Regions from separate parts of the Mus musculus genome. Here regions 2 and 3 are each linked to region 1. A link is a contact called in public HiChIP or PLAC-seq and promoter capture Hi-C data. All regions are on one chromosome and are shown on one strand. The core of a region is the stretch at or near the end of the contact, and the rest is flanking DNA. Distances in the headings are between cores, read along the strand shown.

Region 1 (4,640 bases), core at 1,264-3,763:
AAGTTTGTGCATCACAGGTATGGCACCAGGAGCTATAGAATTTCACTTCTCATTATGTCTTCTAAGCACTTGAATGGTAGCTTCTGCTCTTTAGAAGGCTGTATTTACAGGGCTGGGGACATCCTTTAGCTGGGAATGTGGTTGTGAGGTTCTGGTTCTGGCCCCAGAATATATTTTTTTAAAAAGTTTGGCATAATGGCATATGCTTATAATCCCAGAGTAAGGGAGATGATGGTATATAGAAGCCTGGGGCTCATTGGCCAGCTAGTCTAGGCCACTCCTTAAATTCTAGGCAGTGAGAGCTTGTCTCAAAAAACAAGGTGGATGGCTCTTGAGGAATGATAGCCAAGGTTGTCATATGTTTTTCATATGTATGAACACATATCCCACACACACATGCACAATATGAGTGTGCATGCACCCACATGCACACACACACAGAAGGTGTTAGCCATTAGTTTTATTGTTGCTGTGGCCAAGCACTTGGCAAGAAGCAGCTTGAGGAACATTTTATTTTGGAGCGTGGTTTAAGGTTATGGCCCTTCTTGGTGGCGAAGGCACAGCAATGAGAACAGCTCCTGGCTGTGGTGGCCGAAAAGTAAGGGTGATTGCTCACATCTGGAAAGATCAGGAAGAAGACAAAGATGGATGCTGGTATCCATCTCACTTTCTTCTTTCCACTTCCGTTCAGTTCAGGATTGGATGTTTCCTGCACTCAGAGAGGTCTTCAGCTAACCCTCTCAGAAGCCCCTCACAGACACACTCACTCCAGGCACTCCCATGCTCCTTTGCAGTCCACTCCACTTCCTACTCCAGCCTTGGCAAGCATTCATCTGTTTTGATCCTTAGGGGTTTCCTTTATCTAGGACATCGTATATATGGCATTAGACGGCATGTAACTGTGGATGCTGGCATCATCCTTCTCTGGACATAAAACATTTGAGCCGTAGCTATAGGTACCGGGAGTCCACTCTTACTGAACAGACTGCACCAGCTGTTTGTCTGTAAGGACAGAAGATTTTGCGTCTAGTTTTGGGTGATTGTTAGTGAGGCTGCCATGAAAATTCCTCTCGAGGTGTCTGTGCTTTTGTTTTGGACCATGTGATGTGGGTATGCTTAACTTTATAAGAAACTCTAAGGCTGTTTTTTTTTTTAAGTGTTGGGTGCATCTTGTCTTACTTACAACTGGAGTTCTAGATATTCTGCATCTGTGCCAACACTTGGTACTGTGAAATCCCTCCCTTGTTTTGACTCTGCATATATATGTGCAGAGAATGTTACATAAAGAGACTCATTCAATATTTAACTTCTGATTTTGTTTTAATTCTGGGGGTTCATTCAGGCTATTGCATATTATCAATGGTTCATTCATTTTAAAACGGTTTTCTAAGGACTTCTGCTTTGCCTGTAGGTTGGGACTATCGCCAATTAAGAAAACGCACACAGGTTTTCTTGTGAACACAAGTTTTCATTTCTCTGGGTTAAATGTCCCCAAAGTGCAGCTGGTGGGTCTCAAAGTAGCTGTACCTTCCGTTCTCTGGGAAAACAAAAACCAAAAGCAAAACCCAGACAAATTGAAGAAGGAAATGAAGGTGCCCTCAGAACTTGGGATTCTGATGGAAAAGGATGGTGAGGTGGGGATCATTATAGACTACACTGTGCGATCCTGTTTAAGACCAACAACAACAAAAAAAAAAATAGCCAAACTTCCTTTTTTCAATGCGGTTGTAGTATTTTATACTACCCACTTCACCAGTGAACCAAGGGTGATTCATCTCCCTCCCCCGCCTCCATCTTCATTGGCACCTGGTATTGTCCCCCCCTACACACACATGTGTACATATATGTGTGTATATGTATGTATATGATATATGTCACACACATATATGTCCCATGTATACATGTATATGTATATATGTGCATGTATATGCATATGTACGTATATCACAAAGTTTTCAGCCACTATCAGTCTGTGTCACATTGCAGTTTGGTTTTAATTTGCATTTTCCTGGTGAGTAGAGGCTGGGCACGCTTTCGGAGGCTGTCTCCCAGGAACTCATCATTTCCAGACGTTTCACATGGGAACCAGTCTCTTCACAGGGAGCTCAGCACTGCCCTTGCCCTCGGGCTGGGATTTTTCTGTTGAGAACCTGCTTTATCACACAATGGTTTCCCAGTGAACTCAGAGCAGCTTGGGAATCTCAACCAAAAAAGGTCATTTCTGCAATGCGTGATAAACGGCAGACTGACTTCAGAGAGACGTACAGGAGTTAAGGAATGCGGAAGGACTTGTTAAGGAAATAGACACACTCGGGCTTGCAAACTCTTTAACCCACATCCCAAGAGCATCTCCCACGGACATGCGCGGCGATCCCTGCTCGGTCCCGCCCCTCAGCCCCTCCTTTTAGTCCACGACCAATTAGGGATAGGAGGCGGGAACCCGGGGCCGCGGTGCTGCTTGGGTAGCATCTTTGGTTACTGTTGCTAGGGCAGCGGTGTCTGCGGGAGGTGGGAATAGGAAGTTTTAGGTGGTCCGGACTCGGAAAGGTCAAGGGTCAGTGCGGAGTCTCCGCTGGTGATGGTGAAGCAGACGATCCAGATTTTCGCTAGGGTGAAGCCCACCGTGCGGAAGCAGCAGCAAGGGGTACGGACCATCGGGCCGGGTGTGGGTCGTGTGGGGCAGTCGGCGCGGGGCGGTCACGCACACTGCAGCCCCGAGGGAGGACGGAGCCCGCCCACAACCTCAGCCCCGCGCCCCGTACACGTGAGCACACTCTAGCACACTCGTGCACGTGGACATGTTTGCACACTCACCTGCTCTGTATTTCTTGCACTCTTCTGGATCACTGCCTCCCAGCCCTGCACACGGAGCTCCCAACAGGGGCTGACCTGTCCCCAGTAGGGCGACCAGTGGGCAAGTATTGTGATGCACCCTCCTAGCAGGATTACACAATTTCAGAAACGTGCACACACTTGACTTCGTGGCCTGCTGGTTTTCTTACCTAACTGCTTTGCTGTTAGGGGTTTTCCTTTGTTTCGCTTTGTTGTTGTTTCGACGTGCATTCATTGTTAAGTGTGCCATGTGTCCCCACACAAGAAACATGTTCCACTCCCCGAAAAGCACTGATCAGCCTTCTTGAGGTGTGTACGAAATCCAGAAGTTTGCCAAGGTGGTGAAGATAGGCGTTCCCTCTCTGCCTCCAGAGTGAGCATGGTCACAGCTGCTGTTTGGAGAAACCACCACTCCCCAGTTGACTTTTCTGGCTTATTTCTGGTCCTCTGCTGGGGACTCTTGTCAATGTCCTCATTTTACACATGAGGACACTGTGTGACAGGTTAAGTAAAATGGCCAGGGTGCCCAGCTTGTGAATAGCAGGAACTGACTTTTAATTTTAATTTGTTTGTTCGTCTTGAGACAGGGTCTCACTATGCCAGGTTGAACTTGAATTCAGAGAGATCTGTCTTCCTCTGCCCCTGAAACGCTGGGATTAAAGGTGTTCACCACTACTCCTGCATTTAGTTTGAAATGTTAATTTTGCATCTGTATCAAGAACTTTAATTGCTTTTGAACTCTCTCCATGTCCCCACTCATCTTTCTCCCTCTCCCATCCAAACCTGCCTCTTATTTGTGGGGTGCAAGGCACTGAGTTTAGTTTTCATTAAGGCTTTTGAAGATAACATTTTCTCTTCAGAAAACAAACAACCCCCCCAACACACACACCACACCACACACACACACACACACACACACACACACACACACACACACGCTTTTTCTGACTCCCAAAGTGAATATTCAGGCAATTTGGTTCGTATTTATAAATGTGTAGAATAAGTGTACAGTTAACAATGTTTTGTCTCTATTCTGTTTCAGTGTTGTGTGTATGTAAACATGTAACATTATGTCATCTTATAATTTAGAATCTGTCTCTGGTAATTTACGTTCTGTTTGTTTGTTTGTTTGTTTGTTTGTTTGTTTGTTGAGACAGGGTTTCTCTGTATAGCCCTGGCTGTCCTGGAATTCAAACTGTAGACCAGGCTGGCCTCGAACTCAGAAATCCACCTGCCTCTGCCTCCCGAGTGCTGGGATTAAAGGTGTGCGCCACCACTGCCCGGTGGTAATTTACATTCTTAAAACAAAGAGATTATAATATCTCTGCCATCAGCAGCAGCAGTGGCCCTTTATCTCATGACAAACATTCAGGAGAAGTTATGGGAAAAGACTCCAAAGAAAAAAATTAGTCATTAAAAACTTGCTTTTTATTTTATATGTAGGAGAGTTTTGACTGCATGTCCATATGTGTACCACACGCATGCAGTGCCTGCAGAGGCCAGTAAAGACCATTGGATTTCCTGGAACTGGAGTTACAAATGGTCTGAGTTGTCACCTGGGTGCTGGGAATTGAACCCAGGTCCTTCTTGTAAGAACAGTAAGTGCACTTAACCACTGAGCCGTCTCTACAGGCCCAATATTAGCCATGTTTAAAGAAACAAGCAGGGCGGTGGTGGCGCACGCCTTTAATCCCAGCACTCGGGAGGCAGAGGCAGGCGGATTTCTGAGTTCGAGGCCAGCCTGGTCTACAAAGTGAGTTCCAGGACAGCCAGGGCTACACAGAGAAACCCTGTCTCGAAAAAGAAAG
Region 2 (4,640 bases), core at 641-3,140, 160 kb after region 1:
TGAACTCTTGGACCTCTAAGGTCCCGTCCAACTCCAGCATTCCAGAATCTACATGATTTATTTTGAGTAAATAGTCTTTGAGTCATTCCAGATAGACAGCGTTAGAATTCTGTAGCAAGGAGAAGTAATATTCTCTGGGTTTTTTGCGTGAGGAGGAGGAGGAGGAGAATAGGCCCTGAGCTTTCAACACCACTTTAACTCCGTCAAGCATGTCGTGTCTGCCCGGGAAATGGAAGACCTGGGCTCCATGCTGGGCAAATGGACTCTTCCTTCCTGCTCTGAACAAGCTCGTTTTTCAGTCATGAAACAGTCAGTTTCATAGAGGAAGTGAGACCTGCGTTAATGGGTTAGATGTCACAGTGAAAAGAAAATCACATTAAATACAACAGGTTCCCTGCTTTGGGCTATAATTTTTTCCCCCTCTGTAAAAATCCTGTGTCTGTAGAAACCATCAGGCTCAAGGCCCAGATTTAAATCAGGTCCAGACGGGCTTCTTTGGATGCTTCACCTTGAATCCCATACTTCACAGGAGAGCAGTGAGGGCAGGTTTCCACCCCCACCCCTCATCCGTCGATAGTCTGAACCTTACCTTAGCAGCTGCAATAGACACTCGCGTGCAAGAGGGGTTACATGACAGATATTCAACACACATTTGGGTCAGAACATCTAGAACAATCTACCCAGGCCCATGTCTTCAGGTCGTCCAGTAGAACTCCATTCTGGCATCTTAAAAGTGTTTTCTATGGCTCCTGGCTCTGCCCTCTCTCCATCCTTAGCTCCAATGTAGGGGACATCCTTCTTGTTCCATAAGAGGTGGCTCTTCTTTGCATCCGAGCATCCTTCTTGGCTCATAAGCATCTGTAAAGGGCTAGGATCCCAAAGCCTGTTTACATGTCTCCCTACCTCATTTTCTTCAACTCACACTAATACAGTATCATTTTTTTAAAAGTGTTGGGCATGGTTATACTCACGTTTAATTTCAGCCTACAAGAGACAGAAGAAGGCTTATCTTTTGAATTCAAAGCCAGCCTGGACTGAAGAGTTCCACGGCAGCCATGGCTACACAATGAGAGCCTAAATGTGTTTGGGTGAGCTTAAAAGATCTCTTATTCAATAGAGTGTCTGCCATGAAAATATGAGCACCCAACTTGAGATTCCCTAGCACCCGTGTCAAAACCCAGGCACAGCTTGGAGTATATATAATCCCAGTTCCACAGCAGTGGAGATAGGAGCTCACCATCCACCCAATTGAATTAGTGAGCTCCAGATTTGGTGAAAGACCCTGTCAAAAAAGAAAAACTTGCTGAAAAGGCATACAACACACACACACACACACACACATACAATATGAGATTCTTGCTCATCCATTTGTAGTCTTCATTAGATGTAATCCATACCCATTAATCTTCCTTTCTGACCTTCTTGGCAGCTGTCTTGGGGTATACCCATAATACCTTCAGAAATCCTATTGTCTATGTATCTCCAGGAATGACCCTCTGACCCTGTAGAGAGCTTTTGTCTCTCTGAAATGGTCAAAGAAATACTAAAGCTCTTCATGAGGTCTTAGGATGGCATCTTAAAGTCCTATCCTGGAGGCTTTCTTAAGATATGGCTAAGCCACATTTTAAGACTCAAGGACCTTATCCTGGAGCAATAAATTATTCTGGAGCCTCTCTTGGATTCTCCCAGCCTCTCCTCAGAGGCTCATCCATGTATTTCTTAAGTCATCTTTCTCCTGTCTGATTTTAGTACAGGCATGGAAAAGAGGCCTGGATAAGCCTGTCTAGCTGTGGAAATTTCCAGAAAGAATGCTGGGGGTTGCCCCAAGCTCATTAGCCTGATCTCTGTTCTCTTCAGAATTGCTGAAGCCAATGGCTGGGCAGGGAGACAGAGGCAGGACTTTCGACTTCCTAGGCAAGGGAATCATGGGAAGAAGAGTTTTTAGAATCTCCATACTGGGGAGACAAGGATCGGGCCCAAGAGCGAGAGAACAGAGAAAAAACATACAGCCCATGTAAGAGCCTGGGGAACACGGCCCCAGGGACCCCTCCCCTGATTGGCCCTGGGCTAGCAAAGATGAAATATAGATTTTAGTAAATAATAATTTAGGAGTATCAGATAGAAGGATTTAACAATGTGGTAGTTTGGGAGTTGCCCAGCCATTGAGTTGCTTAAGACATATTTTAAAATAAGACTGTGTGTGTGTGTGTGTGTGTGTGTGTGTGTGTGTGTGTGTGTGTGTGTGTTTCATTTGAGAATCCAGAGTATTGAGGCAGTAGCAAAGAGCTATTGCCACCAGGGAGTAGAGTGGATTCTTCTATTACCACAACAGGCCTTTTCCCTACTAAATAACAAGTTTCATTTCCTCAGCTCAGATAACATCCCCCCCTCTTTCTTAAGCCTTTCCCCAAGAATGCCTGGTCTGGCTCTGCCAAGAGTCTCCTCAGAACCCCAAGCTTTCACTAACAGACTCTGCCAGTCCTTCTGGCGTCCCGCCACTGCCTGCTCCTAAAGCCAGTGGCGTGCCTCCTGCCACTGCCTGCTCCTAAAGCCAGTGGTGTGATGTTAGAGAAGTTTTTTTTTACACAAGTTGCCCTGAGTGCAGGCATCCAGAGCTCCAAACATCTAAATTGTCAATAAGTAACTGATCACCCTCAGGTTTAACAGGTGCTAAAATAACACTCACCTTTTCAACCCTCAGGCTGGGGAGTTTAGGAGTACTTAGCTAAGTGCTCTGGCTTTTGTGTCGAGACAGGGATTTTGATCTCCTTATATTGTTTCCTTCCATGTGGAGACATGGTTGCAATGTGGTTTCCTCACAGAATGGCTGCCCCCAGCACCAGGGCAGACAGGTTGCTTCCGGAACAGCTAGCAGGTCTCCCTGGCAATTCAGCGGTAACTGTTGCTGCCTTTAGAGTACGGTCTAAGGAATCATTTCTGTCACATTCTGATAATGGCAGACAATGCACAGATCCACCTAGTCTCAAAGGAAAGGAAATAACACTCCATCCCACAATAGTAATGGGACAGTGTTGGAGAGTGGTCCATGGGATGGGCGATATTGTAGAGACCATCTTTGGAAAGTGGACCTAAGGTAGAAGAGGGAATGAGAGTGTGTGTGTGTGTGTGTGTGTGTGTGTGTGTGTGAGAGAGAGAGAGCGAGAGAGAGAGAGAGAGAGAGAGAGAGAGAGAGAGAGAGAGAGAGTCCCTGCCCCCACCCTGACACATGTAGTGACTGCTAAGCCAGCCACTGCTGGCATTAAGCTCAGCACTTGTGATCCCTGTCATCCTGTGGGGTTTTTTTGTGTTGATTTGAGTTTGGGTTTTGGGTTTTTTGTTTGTCTTTCTGAGCATGTCAGAGTCTTCTCAGATGAAATATTGTTGAAATATGAAAATTTCTTTCCCTTATGGGTTATCATCTCTAATTGCAGAATATAATTTCATAATATTCTGTCTCATATCCCAGCACCCATAAAACTACATGCTACTGATTCCTTAAACCAACCACTGTACTTTGCAAATGACACACCCAAGGCTTGGTGGAGCAAGGTCATGTGGCACCTGCACAAAGTCACATACTGGATTGGCAAAAACACTAAGCCAAAACCCCTTTGTTTCTGACACGCCTGTTTCTTCGGTAGCTCCTCACTCCTCTCCTGAATAGAGAAGTGAGAACTGGCTCAGCTCTCATCTGCAATAAAAAATCTCTCGTTCCCCTTGAGGGGGTCATGGTACGTTGAAGGAGAATGTTCCCCCAAATATTCAAGTATTTGATCACGTGGCCCCAGTGAGTGGCACTATTTGGAAAGGCTGAGGAAGGGACAGCTTTCCCAGAGGAAGCCACTTGGTAAGGGTGGGCTTTGATCGAACTTAGGCTCCTCCTACTTCCAGTCCACTTTCTCTATTTCCGGTTTGAAGACTCGGTCTCTTAGCCTTCCGTCATATCGGCTGCTGGCTGCCGTGTGCCCCGACTTCTCCACTCTAATGGACTTCCCATCTTACTGATCCTGTGGAACCACACATTCAAAAGAACTCCTCCTTCCACAAGTTGCTTTTGGCCGTGGTATTTTGTCACAGCAACAAATAAGGAACTAGTACATAAGTCTCCCAATCCACTCTGCCTTCCTTTGTCTTGGAGCCTTCTGCCACCTAGCGTGTGATGCCACGTGGGAAATGTGGTGTAATTGAAAGACCCACAATGTGAGGGCTCCCCCACGTTCTGACTCAGGAGAGGCGACACCCCAAAATCACCCACAAGAAACGGGTCTTGCTGCAAATTGCAAGAGGATTTTTATTCAAGAGCGCTCTCGGGCCCATGGTCATACACCACGCAGGGGTAGAGGACCGTGGCACCCCGAGTAGCTGGGTAAGGGGGTATTTAAAGGAAGAAACCGAAACTCAAGGAAGTGGGGAGGGCGTTGTTGGAAGATACCAAAGATACCAGTTAAGAGTCACAAGGAAGTGTAAAGTTACAAGAGTCACAAGGAATACCTGGTAATTGTTAACTCTCAAGACAGCTTCTAAGCGCCTCTAACAATAGCACATTTGCATTGCAGGTTCTGGTAATGGCCAGGGTGACTTTTTTTGAATGAGCACTCTTTGAACCCAGGAAGCGGGTGGGTAGAGGAATGTCGCTATCT
Region 3 (4,640 bases), core at 773-3,272, 140 kb after region 1:
TATAATAGCCAGAAGCTGGAAAGAACCCAGATGTCCTTCAACAGAGGAATGGATACAGAAAATGTGGTACATTTACACAATGGAGTACTATGCAGCTATTAAACAATGAATTTATGAAATTCTTAGGCAAATGGATGAATCTGGAAGATATCATCCTGAATGAGGTAACACAATCACAAAAAAATCCACATATGATATGCACTCACTGATAAGTGGATATTAGCCCAGAGGCTTGGAATACCCAAGATACAATTGACAAATCACGTGAAACTCAAGAAGAAGTGCCAAAGTGTGGATACTTTGGTCCTTCTTAGAAGGGGAAACAAAATACCAATGGAAGGAGTTACAGAGACAAAGTGTGAAGCAGAAACATAAGGAATGACCATCCAGAGACTGCCCCAGTTGGGGATCCATCCCATAAACAACCACCAAAACCAGACATTGTTGTGGATGCCAACAAGAGTTTGCTGACAGGAGCCTGATAAAACTGTCTCCTGAGAGGCTCTGTCAGTGCCTGACAAATACAGAAGTGGATGCTCACAGCCATCTAGTAGACGGAGCACAGGGTCTCCAATGAAGGAGCTAGAAATAGGACCCAAGGAGCTGAAGGGGTTTGCAGCCCCATAGGAGAAACAACAATATGAACTAACCAGTATCTCCAGAGCTCCCTGGGATTAAACCACCAACCAAGAAAACACATGGTGGGACTCATGGCTCTAGCTGTATATGTAGCTGAGGATGGCCTAGTTGGTCATCAATGGGAGGAGAGGCTGTTGGTCCTGTGAAGGTTGTATGCCCCAGTATAGGGAAATGCCTGGGCCAGGAATGGGAGTGGGTGGGTTGGCGAGCAAGAGGAGGGGGGAGGGGATAGGGGGTTTTCAGAGGGGAAACTAGGAAAGGGGATAACATTTGAGATGTAAATAAAGAAAATATTTAATTTTAAAAAAGATAAAAAGAAGGGAGGGAGGGAGGGAGGGATGGAGGGAGGGAGGGAACAAAGGAGGGAGGGAGGGAGGGAAGGAAGGAAGGAGGGAGGGAGGGAGGGAGGGAGGGAGGGAGGGAGGAAGGAAGGAAGGAAGGAAGGAAGGAAGGAAGGAAGGAAGGAAGGAGAAAAAAACTTCAAAAAAATTTTTTAAAGTTGCCAGGAAAGGAGGGGCCGGATGAGAGCAGGTGAGGGTAAAGGTTGAGGGACAGAAACAGCAGATAATGGCAGCTACCTGTAATAGCCCTGCTTCATCAACAGCATCTCACTGAAACTGCTTACACTCTACAGGTAAGCTAGCAGTTCCTCATCCACAGAGAACTTTGAGATGGACACCTGTAGGCTAGGATCCCAACAGGACCTGGATGGCCAAGAGGTCATCCCGAGCCAAGCATCTGCAGAAGGCATGAGCCAAATAACCTACTACTCACAACATAGACTATGCAGCTCTAGAGAGCCCAGAGACAGTGATGTCCCCGGCTGTGTCTCCACCAGCATGAGATCTGCATGCAGCAGCTTCCAGGCCTCCGAGTCAGCTATTTTGATCTCTTCCCCCTGTGTCCTAAATGCTAAGCTAAGCATCTCTAGGTCTGCTGAAGGGATATTGTTTGAACACAGCAAGGTGGACACACCTTTAAAGAAACTGGCACCATGAGAACCCAAAATCACAATCAGCAAGGTTGAGTTACAGACCTCTCAAGAGCCTTCATCAGTTGTGTTTTAACTTTGCTGGAGGAGGTGCTTCACTGGGTTTTGAGGGTCTCTAAGTGGACTTCACCTCCTATACTCTCCCTCTCCCTCTCCCTCTCCCTCTCCCTCTCCCTCCCCCTCCCCCTTCCGCTCCCCCTCTCCCTCTCCTTCTCCCCTCTTCTCCTTCCAGTATGTATGTACAGTGTGTTCTGAAGCTACCTGGCTACCAGCCAGCCGCAGGCCTTAGATTCTTGTTTCCATTCTTTTCCCCTCATGATGTGCTGGACCCTCCTTAAACCATGAGTCAAAACAAACATTTCCTCCCCGACTTGCATTTCCTCTGGGTATCTTATCATAGCAACAACTCATAGTAACGACCATGAGTCATCAATACAATTCTCTGTGGACTTGGCAGTTTGTAGGCGTGTTCAACAACAACAAAAGTCAATTCATAAATGGGGTGATGGTTAGGGCTGTCAAATTGACAGACTAAAGCTCCCAGGGAGAGAGGCCTCTGAGTGTGCCTGAGTGGGGAGGGGCGGGAACCACCTTGACTATGTTAATTGATGTGGGAAGGACCATCTAAATTGTAGGTAGGACCATTTCCTGTGCAGGATTCTTTGATAATCTAAAATGGAGGTGTGGTGCTGAGCAGCAGTAGACTCAGCTCTTTCCATTTCCATAAGATGGATGCAGTGTGGATTCACGCTCCCACTGTCCTGACTCTGACCCTCCCTCCATGATGAGCTGCGCCTTGAACTGTAAACTAAAGCCCTTTCTCCCTTAAGTTGTTTTTGTCAGAGTATTTTGTCACAGCAACAAAAATTATAAACTAAGATAAAATGTGAAAGTCGCACCTGAAGGCAGCCTTAAAGGTCACTACTTAGTTAATGGCAAGTGAGATGCCTCATGCCTGTCCTCTCAGAAGGCTGAGACAGGAGGATTGGCTTGAGTTTGAGGTCAGTTTGAGCTACCTAGTGCGTATGAAGACACCCTGGGTTATGGTAGAAGAGTCTGTTTCAGGAAAACAAAATAAAATCAGAAAATAGAATAACGCTACAAATCATCTCACATTTGAAAGTGTCGGGCATCTGTGTCAAAGGCTTTCAGGAAGACATGGAAACAAAACCCAAGTTTGATCTGAAACACAAATTATCATATGCTGCGTGGGGCTGACGATAACAACAGTGGGAGGTAAGTGTGGGCCATGGGAAAGAAATTGAAAGTATGCAGACATTTTCATCTTGTTAGGAAGATATGGAAGGGCTGCTCTGGGGCCTGGCAGCTTAGAAACTGACCAAGATCCTTCTGCCTTCTGCTTTCCTCGGTTAGGGTCAACAAGAGGGAGTGGAATCCATGAAATGAATCCATCTACTATCCTATATATTTGCACTGAGCGTCTAATGTTGGTGGTGGGACAAAAAGCACCAAGAATTATCTCATCATTCCTTATCGTGTATGTGTGTGTGTGTGTGTGTGTGTGTGTGTGTGTATGTGTGTGTGTGTTCATATGCATGCACATGTGTGGGACTGTGTGTACACACATGCCCAAGTATGTATTTAGAGGCCAGAAGTCCATGTTATTTTTTCTTCCTCTATCACATCCCACCTTATATTTTGATACGGGGGTCTCTCAGTGAACCTGGAGCTTGCCAGTTGAGCTGGACTAACTGGTACAGGTATCCTTCTTTTTCACTTACCCTGAGCTGGGGTTGACAGGCAGGCACCCTCATTGCTGACTTTTTACACGGTTGCTGGAGTTCTGAATGCAGGCTTCTTGATTTCACCATGAACACCCTAGTGACTGAGACATCTTTCCAGACCTGTTGTCATTCTTACGAAGTACGGTGAGTTGGAGAGCAGGATAGTCAGGTACATTCACAGATTCTAGAATGCTATGGGGACAGGAAACACTGCAAATGACATTGACAGCATGGGATACAGTGGTTGGCTGTTCCTCCCCAAAGGGAGGTCCTTTTAAAGTGTGTGTGTGTGTGTGTGTGTGTGTGTGTGTGTGTCTGTGTCTGTGTGTCTGTGTGTCTGTGTGTATGTAAGAATAGGAAGAACCTGAAAAGTATTGAAAGTAGAGAGAAGAAAGTCTGTCCAGAATAGTGATGAGGATGTCAAGGCACACAAGGAAGAGAGGATAGCCTTGAGAAGAAGGGAGTGTGTTATCAAATTACGGCTGAAAGTGTGGAGAGAGCCTGGTTGCTCAGGCAGGGCCATCGCCAGGATGGACAGAGTGCACAGGTCCATGGCAGCAGCTTGGGTTTTGTTTCCATGTCTTCCTGCGAGCCTTTTACACAGGTGCCTGACACCGTCAGAGGGCACCTCACTGGTCCACAGGGGAAGTTCAGTGGCAGACCTGGGGGATCATGGGAAGATTGAGACGAGCCAGAGCCCACCGTGGAGATCAAAAGGCAATGAGGAACACTGGCAGAGGCCAGCTGCGGCTGAGTACCATGCACTTTTGATGATGCTAATGAAGGAGTTATTTACTCTATTACTTCCCCTAATGATGTGGAAGCTTAGCACAGAGGCAAAGAGGTTCAGTGTGGCTGGGGTGGGAAGCCTACAGAAATCTAAGGACTTAACTTAAAAAAAAATTAATTGCATGTATCTGCATGTGCACATACACAAGCATGAATGTGGCCATGCATGTAGTGCTCTTGGAGGCCAGAAGAGAGATTTGGATGCCCTGAAGCTGAGCTACAGGTTGTTGTGAGCCACTAAACATCGGTGCTGGGAACCCAACTCAGATCCTCTGGAAGAACAGAGGATGCTCTTAACCACTGAGCCATCTCTCCAGCCCCTCAGATGGCTTTTATATGGAGACTCGCATGTGAGCATTCACCGGAAATTAGCCAAGTAATTAGACGATTACAGATTTCCCTTTATCTATATGCTTCACCCCCTTCCCTTTCACAGTCAGATCAAGTAATGAATTCTAAGAAAATATGGGCCCCAT

The links. Promoter capture Hi-C pulls out the DNA fragments that hold promoters and counts their contacts. HiChIP or PLAC-seq counts read pairs in DNA pulled down with a chosen protein or histone mark.
Region 2: a promoter capture Hi-C map of the 3T3-L1 cell line shows a contact between it and region 1, with 2.2 times the contacts expected there. The contact joins the enhancer-like site here to the promoter of Kif6 in region 1. A contact is called at or near these places in 2 of 39 promoter capture datasets (both in the 3T3-L1 cell line) and 2 of 484 Hi-C or Micro-C datasets (nephron progenitors and olfactory sensory neurons).
Region 3: a contact with region 1 is called in a CTCF HiChIP or PLAC-seq map of the NIH/3T3 cell line, with 8 read pairs. The contact joins the enhancer-like site here to the promoter of Kif6 in region 1. A contact is called at or near these places in 1 of 15 datasets of contacts at CTCF or cohesin (the NIH/3T3 cell line), 4 of 484 Hi-C or Micro-C datasets (embryonic fibroblasts, nephron progenitors, olfactory sensory neurons and 1 more) and 3 of 9 other capture datasets (adipose tissue, liver and pancreatic islet).

What each region holds. Positions count from the first base shown.
Region 1 is chr17:49,612,659-49,617,298 of GRCm38.p6, forward strand. It overlaps Kif6 (kinesin family member 6), which reads left to right and starts at 2,514. Exons shown (of 23, transcript NM_177052.3): 1 at 2,514-2,644. The coding sequence starts at 2,579.
Region 2 is chr17:49,777,346-49,781,985 of GRCm38.p6, forward strand. The region is part of intron 13 of Kif6 (kinesin family member 6); the gene reads left to right. Among named protein-coding and RNA genes, the nearest start is that of Gm16555, 42 kb to the right of the region's middle. Within about 2 kb of position 1,891, at least 24 of the 459 cell types and tissues checked have an H3K27ac peak or open chromatin away from gene starts, as enhancers often do.
Region 3 is chr17:49,749,084-49,753,723 of GRCm38.p6, forward strand. The region is part of intron 10 of Kif6 (kinesin family member 6); the gene reads left to right. Among named protein-coding and RNA genes, the nearest start is that of Gm16555, 70 kb to the right of the region's middle. Within about 2 kb of position 2,023, at least 40 of the 459 cell types and tissues checked have an H3K27ac peak or open chromatin away from gene starts, as enhancers often do. A contact at or near this core is called in the NIH/3T3 cell line and embryonic fibroblasts, where this site is marked.